Regions from separate parts of the Bicyclus anynana genome. Here region 2 is linked to region 1. Evidence: chromatin contacts called from public Hi-C data. All regions are on one chromosome and are shown on one strand. The core of a region is the stretch at or near the end of the contact, and the rest is flanking DNA. Distances in the headings are between cores, read along the strand shown.

Region 1 (5,819 bases), core at 1,935-4,434:
TTAATAGCGCACAACATAATATCCATACTAATATTATAAAGCTGAAGAGTATGTATGAACGCGCTAATCTCAGAAAGTACTGCTCCGATTTGAAAAATTATTTCAGTGTTAGATAGCCCATTTGTCGAGGAAGACTATAGGCTATATTATCCCCATATTCCTACGGGAACGGGAACCACGCGAGCGATACCGCAGTGCTCTGGTATAGAACATTAAACACCATTCTTTTTTATTCAGCTATATTTGGTCTTATTTTAGCATATCTGCAAACGGTTCCGAACGTAGGTACGTAGTACAAAAACGAAACCCATATAATATCACTAGCGCACATTTTAATGTCTGTCTGTTTTTTCCGAAATGTACTGGACCAATCCAGTAGAAATTTAGTATACTTATCAATTTTTGTGACCCAAATACAGGGATGTACCGTGAATATGTAAAATTTGAATATCCTATAAAATATCCTATCCTCGTGCTGAGGTGGATACCTTTTTGTCCACGGCCAGATTTTAGTATGTTCTGTTTGTTTATTTTATTTGTGTGTGGACAAATAAAGATATTCTATTCTATTCTATTCTATAATAATTAGTTTATAATAATTATAGTTATTATAGAAACCAAGAATAATATATCAGCTAATATGTATTCAAAATGGTATAGTGAAAGTGAACATTCTACAGATTAGCATAAGAAACTAGCGAGACAGGTTTAGATGGCATCCTATTTAATTTATTCATATATGTATATCCTTTTATTTTTACATAACACTATATTACATTATGTTATATACTATTATGTAATATGGATATGTGAAATGGATATGTCATTTTTAATATGTACCGTTCGTAAGAAATTCTGTTTTTCACAAATCCCGTGGGAACCATGGATTTATCCGGGATGAAAAGTAGTCCATGTGTTGATCAAAAGTAAAATCTATTTCTACCCCAAATTTCAGCCAAATCGCTTCGCAGTAGCCGCATCGTAAAGGAGGAACTAACACACACACACAAACTTTCGCCTATATGTATAATAATTATCATTAGTGTGATTAGCTGACTCCCGCGGTTTCACTCCCGTAGTTCCCGTTCTCGTGGGAACACGGGGATAAAATATAACTTGTATTACTTGCTGATAATATAGCTTTTCACTGGAGGCGTAGTCGTTAACTAACAAACAAACTCTCATTCTATTGGTACGATGTTCTCTACTTATTTATAGACATCGAAAAATACAAGTAGTTATTAAGAAATAATGCAACTACAGTAATTTTACGTTGCAGTAAAAGATCAAGATCAAGGCAAATGGTTAAATTACCTGAGTTTCCCTGCATATTCTAATTCTATCGCGCATCTGTCCTTCACGTAGTTTCCATATTTGTCTAAGAATTCAATTCCTTTGTGTGTATGGGCGGCTAAGTTATCATATTGATCCTGTAACAAGAGAAAAGTTATATTATTACATTGTTATTGTAACTAAAGAAAAACATGGCAATGAACGGCCAGAGACAGGGTATAATTGCTGCAATTGAAGAAAGCTTTCACTGCTACATGCAGTCAAAAAATAAACATTACAAAAAATTAAATAAATATAAAATAATCCATCAACAATCTAAAAAAATTGTAATGCATAATTATAATATTTAAAAAAAAAACCTGTGATTGTGGTATTTTTAACTTTAATTTGAATATTATGTGACACGTCAATCAATCAAGGAAATCTTTTTTGTTCATTTATTTTGTTTATTATGACCACTTTGATCTGGCGGTATTTCCCAAAAATAGCAAAAGAAATCAATTATTCTGTATTCATATTGATCTTCCGCCTACTTCTAATTAATAGTCAGCTATTTTTTTACTGTTGCTTAATTAATAATTATACAACTTAACAGCAACAATGTCCTACAAATTGTGTTGTACATTATCTCTTTCCGACACGCTTTCATTACCTGGTAACTCAGTTAGCTACCAGAATCAAGAATTTTCGTAAATAAAAAAAATTAGCGTATCATGAAGATGACGCTACTCACGGAAAATTAACTTGATAGTAATCAATTATAAAAATGTTCCAGACGTTAGAATTATAATGACGGTATGTTTTTATTCTATACGTAGGTATAAACGTATAGGTATACTATAATATAGTAGAGTTCAGTTTGGCTTACTCCACATTGCATTAACAAAATATGGTTATCAAAATCTTCACAAAAGACAAAATAATATCCCATAAAATTAAGACGCATGTTTTATGTCCGGGAATCGAACCTAAACTCACGCATCATTACAACTGGGTCATGACGGCGAAAATTGGAGGATGCGGATCGCGATATGCGGTCATCAGGAACTGACGCAAAACTCATATCTCGTTTGCTGAACACACCACAATGAATGTTTTTATTACAAAGCTTATGAGTAATGTTAAAAATAATAAACAATATACATTTTAAATAATATGTATTTATATTGAAACCGCACATATGGATCTATTCAGACAAAACAAAAAGACACGCCCGAACTCTCAGTCGGGTAAAACAATAAATGTTGGCTCAATATGATAAGGCAAATGAAACTGAAATCTTAAAATAGTCAAGGCGAATATGAACATTTTCTTAACCGTTATTTTTTTTTTAATTTGTTACTTCTCATTCTCTTAGTCAACTATACTCAGAGGCACAATTATACGCCCTCTTTAAAATGATGCGGGTATATTAAAGTGGGCGGATAATTGTGCCTCTTGAGTATATATTTGTGATAAGAAATGGTACGTTCACCACGAAAGGTTTGCTATCTCTTTACCTTAGGTTGATGAGTACAGTGCAGGGCATTTTAAAAATATTTTATGGTACTAAAACACTCGTGTTTTAATAAACCTCATTTTGCAACCTACTACCTACTAATAATCTAATACCAATTTTACATAACTCAAAAAAGTTGCATTGCACGAATATCATCAAAAATACTCTTTTGACTTTATTTTCCGAAAGATACCGCGTTAGCGAATAAGCCAGCAGATTGGGCCTAAACCATTATAAAACAAAATAAAAAAAAAATCCACCTACGCGTTTCCTGCTTTAAGAGATTGCATTTATTTTTAATAAACTGCGCAGAAATACATATACATACCTACATCAAAATATCAGTATCCGTCTACCCCACAGTATGTTATCAGTGTATAGATAAGGTGCAAAAACGCATACGAAGCGCCTCCTATAACACGAGTGTGTCCTTGACTCGTGCTTGACTCAGGCTTGCTGAGGACAATGACACGTAAACATAAACTTTATTACAAGCTTTTACTTGTCCTGTATGTGTGGATGAAAGTATGGAAGCTAAATTAGGACAATTTTCTGAAGCAGTTCGATTGATATACCTGCGTATCTTTACTGAGAATGCAATAATATTATCATCATTATAGGCAGCCCACTATTTATTACCTCTACATGACCAGCTGGTCTATTCACTATGTTGGTCTTTATTATCAACCTATTAAAATAATCATCAAATCAATTGACAAAATGTCATTTACCTACTGTGAGATATCCACCAGTAAGCACCGGATGACGGTTTTATTAGTATGTTAACTAGCATACGTTAAAGATAATAAGTCTGCAGGCGACCCTTATTACAGCAGTTTTTTTTTCTAAAAACAGCTAATATTCGTCTGAAACCGCCACGTGATAACCATTACGAAATTAATGTCTATTAACATAATACATAATTGTTATTATTAATTAAACAGTTTTCCTGTCACAATTTTTAAATAACTCGTCGCTCTATTATGGTAGGTGTCCACAAATCCGCATCGTACGCATCGGACGCGTCGCATGAAACGGATTTTCGCGTCGCATGAAGTGCGTCCACTGATTCACATCGTACGGATTTTATCTACCTTACAATTATAAATCCGTTTGATGAGACGCGTTCGGTGCGAATCAGTGGACGCTTACCATTATAGGCCTAATATTGGACTTAAGGTTATCAACCACCTGAAGCTGAAGTTGAAAGGCGCAGGACATGCAAAGTAATAGCTATTATATTGTTTTTTTGTATTGTTTGTTACGACTAGGTTTTGAAATTACGGAACCGCCGAATTTTACCAATTGAAAGCTAAATTATTATCAGGGAGTAACATACGCTATATCGCTAACATACAGGATGTCCTGTAATTAATCTGCTGAAATTTCAATATAAGAAAAATAATTGAAAATTTTACAAAGTCGAAATTTTTTACTAATTAAAAATTACTAATGCAATTATTTGTATCGTCATGGTATTAAAAAAACCGTTTTTTTATTATGCTTAAAATATCAGATCTGTTATAGGTAAGTATGTAATCAAATGTATATTGCAGAACATACAAGTATTTCTATCAAATTCATCTAATAGTCCCCTGTGATTCAGATATTAATTAAGTAGTGCGAAATAATTTCTTATTCCATCACCAAATTAATCAAAACATGAAAATCATTTTCACATGACTGCACTAATCGAAGTTGTCGTTGTTCATATATAAACATTTCGTTACATATTCCACGGGGACAGGGGAGGGGACAACGAAACATGGATTGTTATAATAACAATCCATATTTCCAACGCTTTGCGTGCGCCGCGACCATAGGAATCTTAATATAATAGAAATGGCGTGTACGTGGGATCTTATCGCCGCATAGGTGACAAATACATCTCTAAAATTCAAGAAAAACATAATACCTTAATCCTCTGTATTGTAATTTTCAACTAAGTCGTTACGTTCGATTAGTGAAATAGTAGTCTGAGACGCATATGACATCGCTCGATCATATGTTGGCTCGTGCCTACGCTAGGTGGCGCGACTTATTTCCGTGAAAGTGGGAGTCAGTAAGGGGGAGCGATTGGGATGCAGCGACTTGCGATATAATGCTAGCCACAAACGGTCAACTATTCTCACGTTTCTGAAAAGCAAACGGCAGTACCCACGCGGCATACTACTAATGTCATGTACGCAGTGACCAACACACTGTCAATTATAGTCGTGGATGCTACAGAAACGTGAGAATTATTGACCGTTTGTGGCTTGCATGAGGCGCTCGTCGTACGGTCGGCTTTAGTGAACTGGTGGCGTTCGACCCGTCCACAACTTTTTGTTTAAATTATAACTTTTTGCTTTTATATTGGAGTAGGTACCTACTCACTCACTCTATCTCGACACTTCAGATGGAAGGTATCCATCTGCGACATTCGTCTTTCTAATTTGGAGTGGAACACGCCATTTCTATTGCTCTTTTATTAAAATTTCCATGTTCGTGTCGGTCGATATTGAACCACGGCTGACATCGGGCAATATCCTACTATTGTTAACCTATTGCGGACTACTCTATATTATACGTCCTGCATACTGCACTGTCGCTTCTCATTACTTCTAAGGGATAGTTTAGATCAAGCTTGATATCTTAACAATCCTTGTACTCTTATGTTCGGAATAGTAGAAATTGTAAATAGAAAAATAACTCGATCGAAGCGCTATGAGGAACCTAACTACACGTTTTTTGTAAAAATGTATAACTAGACACGACTTCTTCACAGAATAATGCTATAGAACAAGTTACATCAATAAGCGAGGTTTATTTGTTTGTTATGAAATGCCACTCTAAAATACAATAACTTTTTTCAAAATTGGTCCAGCCAGCGATGCAAGTACTCTACATTTTGGCAATTGATTTTTATCTATAATCCTACTAATATTATAAACGTTTATGGATGTTTGTGTGGAAGTTAGCAACTCTATAAAGCCGTTATTACTGAACCGATTTAAAACGAAGATAAATGATTAACACATAGGTTACT
Region 2 (5,819 bases), core at 1,661-4,160, 54 kb after region 1:
GGCCCTTACGAGTTTGATGGCAAAACTTGCAACTGCTAACTAAAGTAAGTTCTAAACTATGGATGTTATCTACGTTTATGTGGTACTCTGATGATACTCTGATCTCTCATCGCTGATACTCTGATGTTCTACACACTCCCGTAGATCACTCAATATTGTGCTTAGCTATTTTATTCATCGCCTACCATAAAAACAACTTAAAGCATAGACGTGATCATATACCACTATCACTGGTATTACTTACGTATACAGCGTATACAGGGTGTCTCGTTTAAGTGACAGGAACAAATTTTAATAAGTAACGATTTTTACATAATCAAACGCTTTCGGAACAAAAATAGCAATAATTGTAACGAAGTGTTTGAAAATAATGCACTAATGTTTTATACATCTTTCGAATTTATATTAAATGAACATGGTTTGAACAAAAATCAATATAACTTAAAAACCGTAAAATTTCGGCTAACATATACTGCGTTATTTTAGACGATTGTTTAGAGGTATGCCATATACAGGATGTATATGGCATACCTTCACAGCTATCCTAAAAATAAAACCGCTATATATATAAATATAACCGTATTCAGGTATAAATAGATGTAAACAACGTAATATTTTGCGTTCTACAAACAAATATTCGGCGGTACTGATAAGATAACACTATTTTATTAAAACTTTATATATATTATATTGAATTGATAAGTTTAGATATTTATCTAGCCCGTAACAATTTTTCTCACGATCAGATCACTCGATCCTGCGAGATAAAGTTGTTCGTATTACATTAACGCCGCGTTATATTTGCAAACAGTGTGCCTAGTGGGAGTTTTCAATATTTTCATACTGTTACTATCACGTTGACGTTTACGCAAATTTATATGGAATTGAAACAGTTGTGCAGTAGTGCCACTAGATGGCGCTGTTTCAATTCCTTAGAAATTCGCGTTTACGTTACGTGACAGTAACAGTATCAGACTGCCACTAGGCCCTCTGTATAGTATAATATTCTCATAGGATGGCATGTAGCTATTGTATATTATTGTTGCTAATTGCTAATTTTAACTTATTATGTAAATTATTTTTAACTAGCGCCTCAACACATACTGACGCTAACTTTGCTTTTGCGAAAATGTCTTTGTACTTCAGTCATAGTTATAACATAGCACAATGTGAGAATGTGTAAAAATGTCAGGTTAAAAAAAAAATGATAAATACTCGTATAATATGTACCTTCTGATTTTTATTTTAATAAAAATACGACAAGTAAGTTACCCAAAAAAAAATTAAAACGATCAAATTAACCTCTTCTTCTGAGAAATCTGTGGAAACACTAAAATAATAGAAATGTTTTTGCAAACCATCCTTTGCAAACAATCAATTGAGTGTCGTGTAGAATCCGAAAGGGGTGTGGATTTTCATCCTTCTCCTAACAACTTAGCCCGCTACCATCTTAGACTGTATCATCACTCCTTTTTCTATCTTTACAAGTAAGCCCTTGACTACAATCTCACTTGATGGTAAGCAATCTGAGATGAAAACGGGCTAACTTGTTAGGAGGAGGATGAATATCCATACCCCTTTCCGTTTCTACACGACATCGTATCGAAACGTTTTACCGCTTGGCGGTACGTCTTTGCCGGTAGGGTGGTATCTAGTCACGGCCGAAGTCTCCCACCAGCCATTACCATCAGATGAGATTAGTCAAGGGCTAACTTGGAAAGAATGAAAAAAAAACTAAAACCATGCAGTAGCAAAATAAACCACCTACTCGTGCAAGCCAATAGTGGAGCCATAACTGACTTACAAATAAGTACATAAACTCGAACTCGATTAGTAAAAGATTAAAACGGCATTCTATGTTGATTGAAAATATGCAAACGACCTTCGCATTTCAGCCGGCTCAAACGTACAAGCACCTACATACCTATGTGCGGTGGACTTGATATATCCAACTTCACCAAAAGCGTGTACCTTATGCGATAAATACCAATATTTACCAATATATATTGAGATAATATATTGAGATTATTCTGTCTTCGTTTTGAGTTTTATAGGCACGAGACATTAAAGATCCGTCTATATGTACAGACATTTAGCGTGCCAGACACGTGCCGTGGCAGACAAAATAATATAGATTTGATTTTTTTTTTAAAAGAACCTGCCTTCCGAAACGATGGTATATTCTTTACATTAATAGTCAACTGACGCATCAAAAGTGCTTGTAAACTGAGCCTACTTGAAATATATATGATTTTTGATTTTATTCTTCCATACCGTGTTTATTACTTTATTAACATATTTATATATATCGTATGACCGCGCGGAAGTTGACAGACACGGGCGGAAAGAATATTTTGTCTTTTTGTCTGTCGGTAGAGTCCTTTTCATAAAACCTGAACTAAAATTGACAACGTCTTACACAAATGATAATAAGACCTCAAATACAAAAAGACAATGAGCGCCAATAAGACATTAGCGCCGCGTCTGAGGGGCCATCTTTCATTAAAAGGACTTTAAAGCCGGATTTATATTTGTTTGACGTATCGTGTAGTGACACAGAACAGAATCGGTATCATACATTTTATATGGCAACGTTTACACTTATGTGTTGTGACATGTTGTGATGACTTCTGATGTGCAGCATACAAAATGTATCATACCGACTCTGTTCTGATGCATCACGACACGAAACGTCAGACAAATATAAATCCGGCTTTAATCTCTAGATACCTCTGTTAGGCATTGTGAATAGACAGTCTGTGGGTGTCTGCCACGCTACATGTCTGTGACGCACTGTATCTGTAGATATAAACGGACCTTTACTCGTAGGTACAACATGCACATTACAATATGATACACTTAGACTACAAGACTTCTTCCACAGTCGCATTAGGTACTTGATTATAGTCAAGGCAAACCCATCCAACAACTATCTACCTAAACGACCTTGATATTGCAAAAATTCCGCAATGAAGGTTTGTGAATTACGCATCGATAGTCAACAAAACACATAACTAACAATGTTAGCAAACGTTTAATTCGCCAAACTACAACCGGAAAATTCTCCTAATGACCTCATTATTACGCGACCGGGCGATATTATATGTGTATCAACAAAGCGGTTATTTTAACACAGCAATAACTAACCATTTTAGAATTGAAACTATCGTGAGTGTTATTTATATTAATTGATTATTGAAACACGGCTTAAATTCACGTGATACAACGTCGGAGTATGCCCGACTAGTTTCGAACCCATACATCAGTCATGATCTGTTTGGCTGGCTGGTGGAAAACAAAATACGATCATAATTGATCATTTCCGATCCCGTAGGAATACGGGGATAAAATATATATCCTTATAGCCTTCATCGATAAATGGGCTATCTAACACTGAAATAATTTTTCAAATCGGACCAGTAGTTCCTGAGATTAGCGCGTTCAATCAAACAAACTCTTCAGCTTTATAATATTAGTATAGATTATGATTAAACAAAACCATCACTTTATGTTTACTAATCTGCTGACGCTGACCAGTCTCATTTCTACTGCACTCAAATGTCGCTATAAAGCTGGGGCAGATTGCTAATAACATAGAGATTTCTAATGCAATAACAACAATAAAAATAGTACAACTGTAATTATGTATTCTCACAATATTTTTACAATCCGGCTTCACAGGGTGATTGGATTACAAATGTATTGTATTGGGTAATATCCAATTCAACAGATAACAACTCCAAAGAAAACTATATTTAAACATGAATTGGAAACTAAAAATTCTTACCATTAACACGAAACCAGACCGAGTGCTAACGTTTTAAACAAGTGAATAACCTCGAACTTGAACGTAAACCTTTAGTTTAGGGCGGTTACACACTGTACCCGATCGGACCGAATTCGAATATTCGCACTAATGCGTTCACTGATTTAAATCCAAGTTATTCGATTTAAAACGAGGTATTCTCACGAAGCTGAAGTGGTAAAGGGCAGACCACATAGCTCGAAGAGCCGATGGACGTTGGGGTAAGGTACTGGAATGGCGACCCGCATCGGAAAGCGCAGTATTAGTCGGCCCCCAATAGGTGGTCCGAGGACATCAAGTGGGTTGCAGGGAGCCGCTGGATTTTGTCGGCTCGAGACCTTGGTGTTTGGAAATCCACGCAAGAGACTGGACGTCGATCGATGGATGTACACTGCTGGACATGGGTCCAGCAGTGTACGTATCGACTGTGATGTGATGATGATGATGACGATGATGATGATTCTCATGAATGACGACGAGAAGTTAAATGATGGAAGTCAGATTGGTAATGCATACAAATCTATGACTCATCGGAACATATTTTCACGGATTCAGATCAGATGCAGTGAGTAACCGCCCTTACCGTATGTAAACAACACAGAAACGATCAGATGAATAAAATTTCCTACGAAATTCTCGCTTCCGTATAGCCGGCACGTGCTCAACATAGCCAGCTATACAACATAAACAGTTCAATGTAATAGAAACATGAAGCAGAGCCAATAACCGAATTTAATTTTAACCCTTCGAAAACACATCTTAAGCCCTCATTCGCACGAGAGTTTTCTTCAACGGACGTTAAAAAAGCGATTAAATCTATATTATTATATCAAAATGAATCCATATATCCCTTGATCACGCCATCAGTAAACGGCTGGACTGGATTGGCCGATTTCACTGTTTTTTTATGTATTTGTTATTGTCAGGAGAAGGTTCTTATAACAGAAAAAAAAAAGTGTGGGGGTAGAGGGCTATGGGTAGTTGAAAGTTTACATAGAGTTTAACGCGGAGGAAGTCGCGGGTGTCCATTAGTGTAATATAAAGCTAAATGAAGGTCTATTTCCAACACCCAAAATTGCAAATGCACCACTACTCGAAAAAAATCGTCGTGTTTTAGTGAACGTATACTTGGCAATACATTTGTTGTATTTGAACGCTTTTTTAACGTCCGTTAAAAAAACTCTCGTGCGAATGAGGGCTAACAATGCAATTGTGTCTTATAAAAACAGAGGGCAAACCGAACATCTCGACGATCATACATCATACATATCATAAGTGATTCGACAGATTTAAGCGGTGCACCGTAAAGCATATTAACGATACGTTTCCTCACAAACATCCACGATTTGTTTATACTTGACCCAAATCGAAAAGATGAAGTGTGCACGTCCGTTGTTTAAAGGTGGTCGCTGACCGGCTATACGCGGCGTAATGTAACGTTCGCAATTCGCATGTCGTTACGCAGTTCATAGGATTCATCACATCCGATGGAAGTCTATTGCAGGACGTGGAACTTTCGTCAAGACTTTATCAAACATACATATTATAAAGACTTTTACACAACAATCAATCTTACCTCTTTATCATCATCATTATCAACCCATATACGGGTCACTGCTGAGCTCGAGTCTCCTCTCAGAATGAGAGGGGTTAGGCCAATAGTCCACCACGCTGGCCCGATGCGAATTGGCCAGCGTGACCTCTTTATTAAGTACCTAATATTAGTTAAGATGAATACCTTACGACATACCAGGAGCAAAATCCGAATAATCACACTAAAGGCGAAAAATTGTGTGTAAGTGTGGGTGTGTGTGTGTAAATGTGGGTATGTGTGTGTAAGTGTGTATATTTGTTCCTCCTTTGCGCTGCGGCTACTGAAGCGATTTGGCTGAAATTTAAAATGGAAATAGATTTTACTCTGGATTAACACTTAGGCTACTTTTCATCTCGAAAAAATCCATGGTTCCCGCGAAATTTGTGAAAACTGAATTCCACGCGGACGAAGTCGCGGGCG

The links. Hi-C and Micro-C count contacts between places; a contact is called where the count stands out from the background.
Region 2: a Hi-C map of whole body shows a contact between it and region 1, with 2.1 times the contacts expected there. The contact joins two enhancer-like sites. A contact is called at or near these places in 2 of 2 Hi-C or Micro-C datasets (whole body and whole larva).

What each region holds. Positions count from the first base shown.
Region 1 is chr4:12,695,622-12,701,440 of ilBicAnyn1.1, forward strand. LOC112050179 (formin-binding protein 1-like) reads right to left here. Exons shown (of 15, transcript XM_052891505.1): 2 at 1,315-1,430. Among protein-coding and RNA genes, the nearest start is that of LOC112050169, 44 kb to the left of the region's middle. Within about 2 kb of position 3,185, at least 8 of the 8 cell types and tissues checked have open chromatin away from gene starts, as enhancers often do.
Region 2 is chr4:12,749,866-12,755,684 of ilBicAnyn1.1, forward strand. All of the region lies in intron 1 of LOC112050179 (formin-binding protein 1-like), which reads right to left. Among protein-coding and RNA genes, the nearest start is that of LOC112050179, 24 kb to the right of the region's middle. Within about 2 kb of position 2,911, at least 6 of the 8 cell types and tissues checked have open chromatin away from gene starts, as enhancers often do.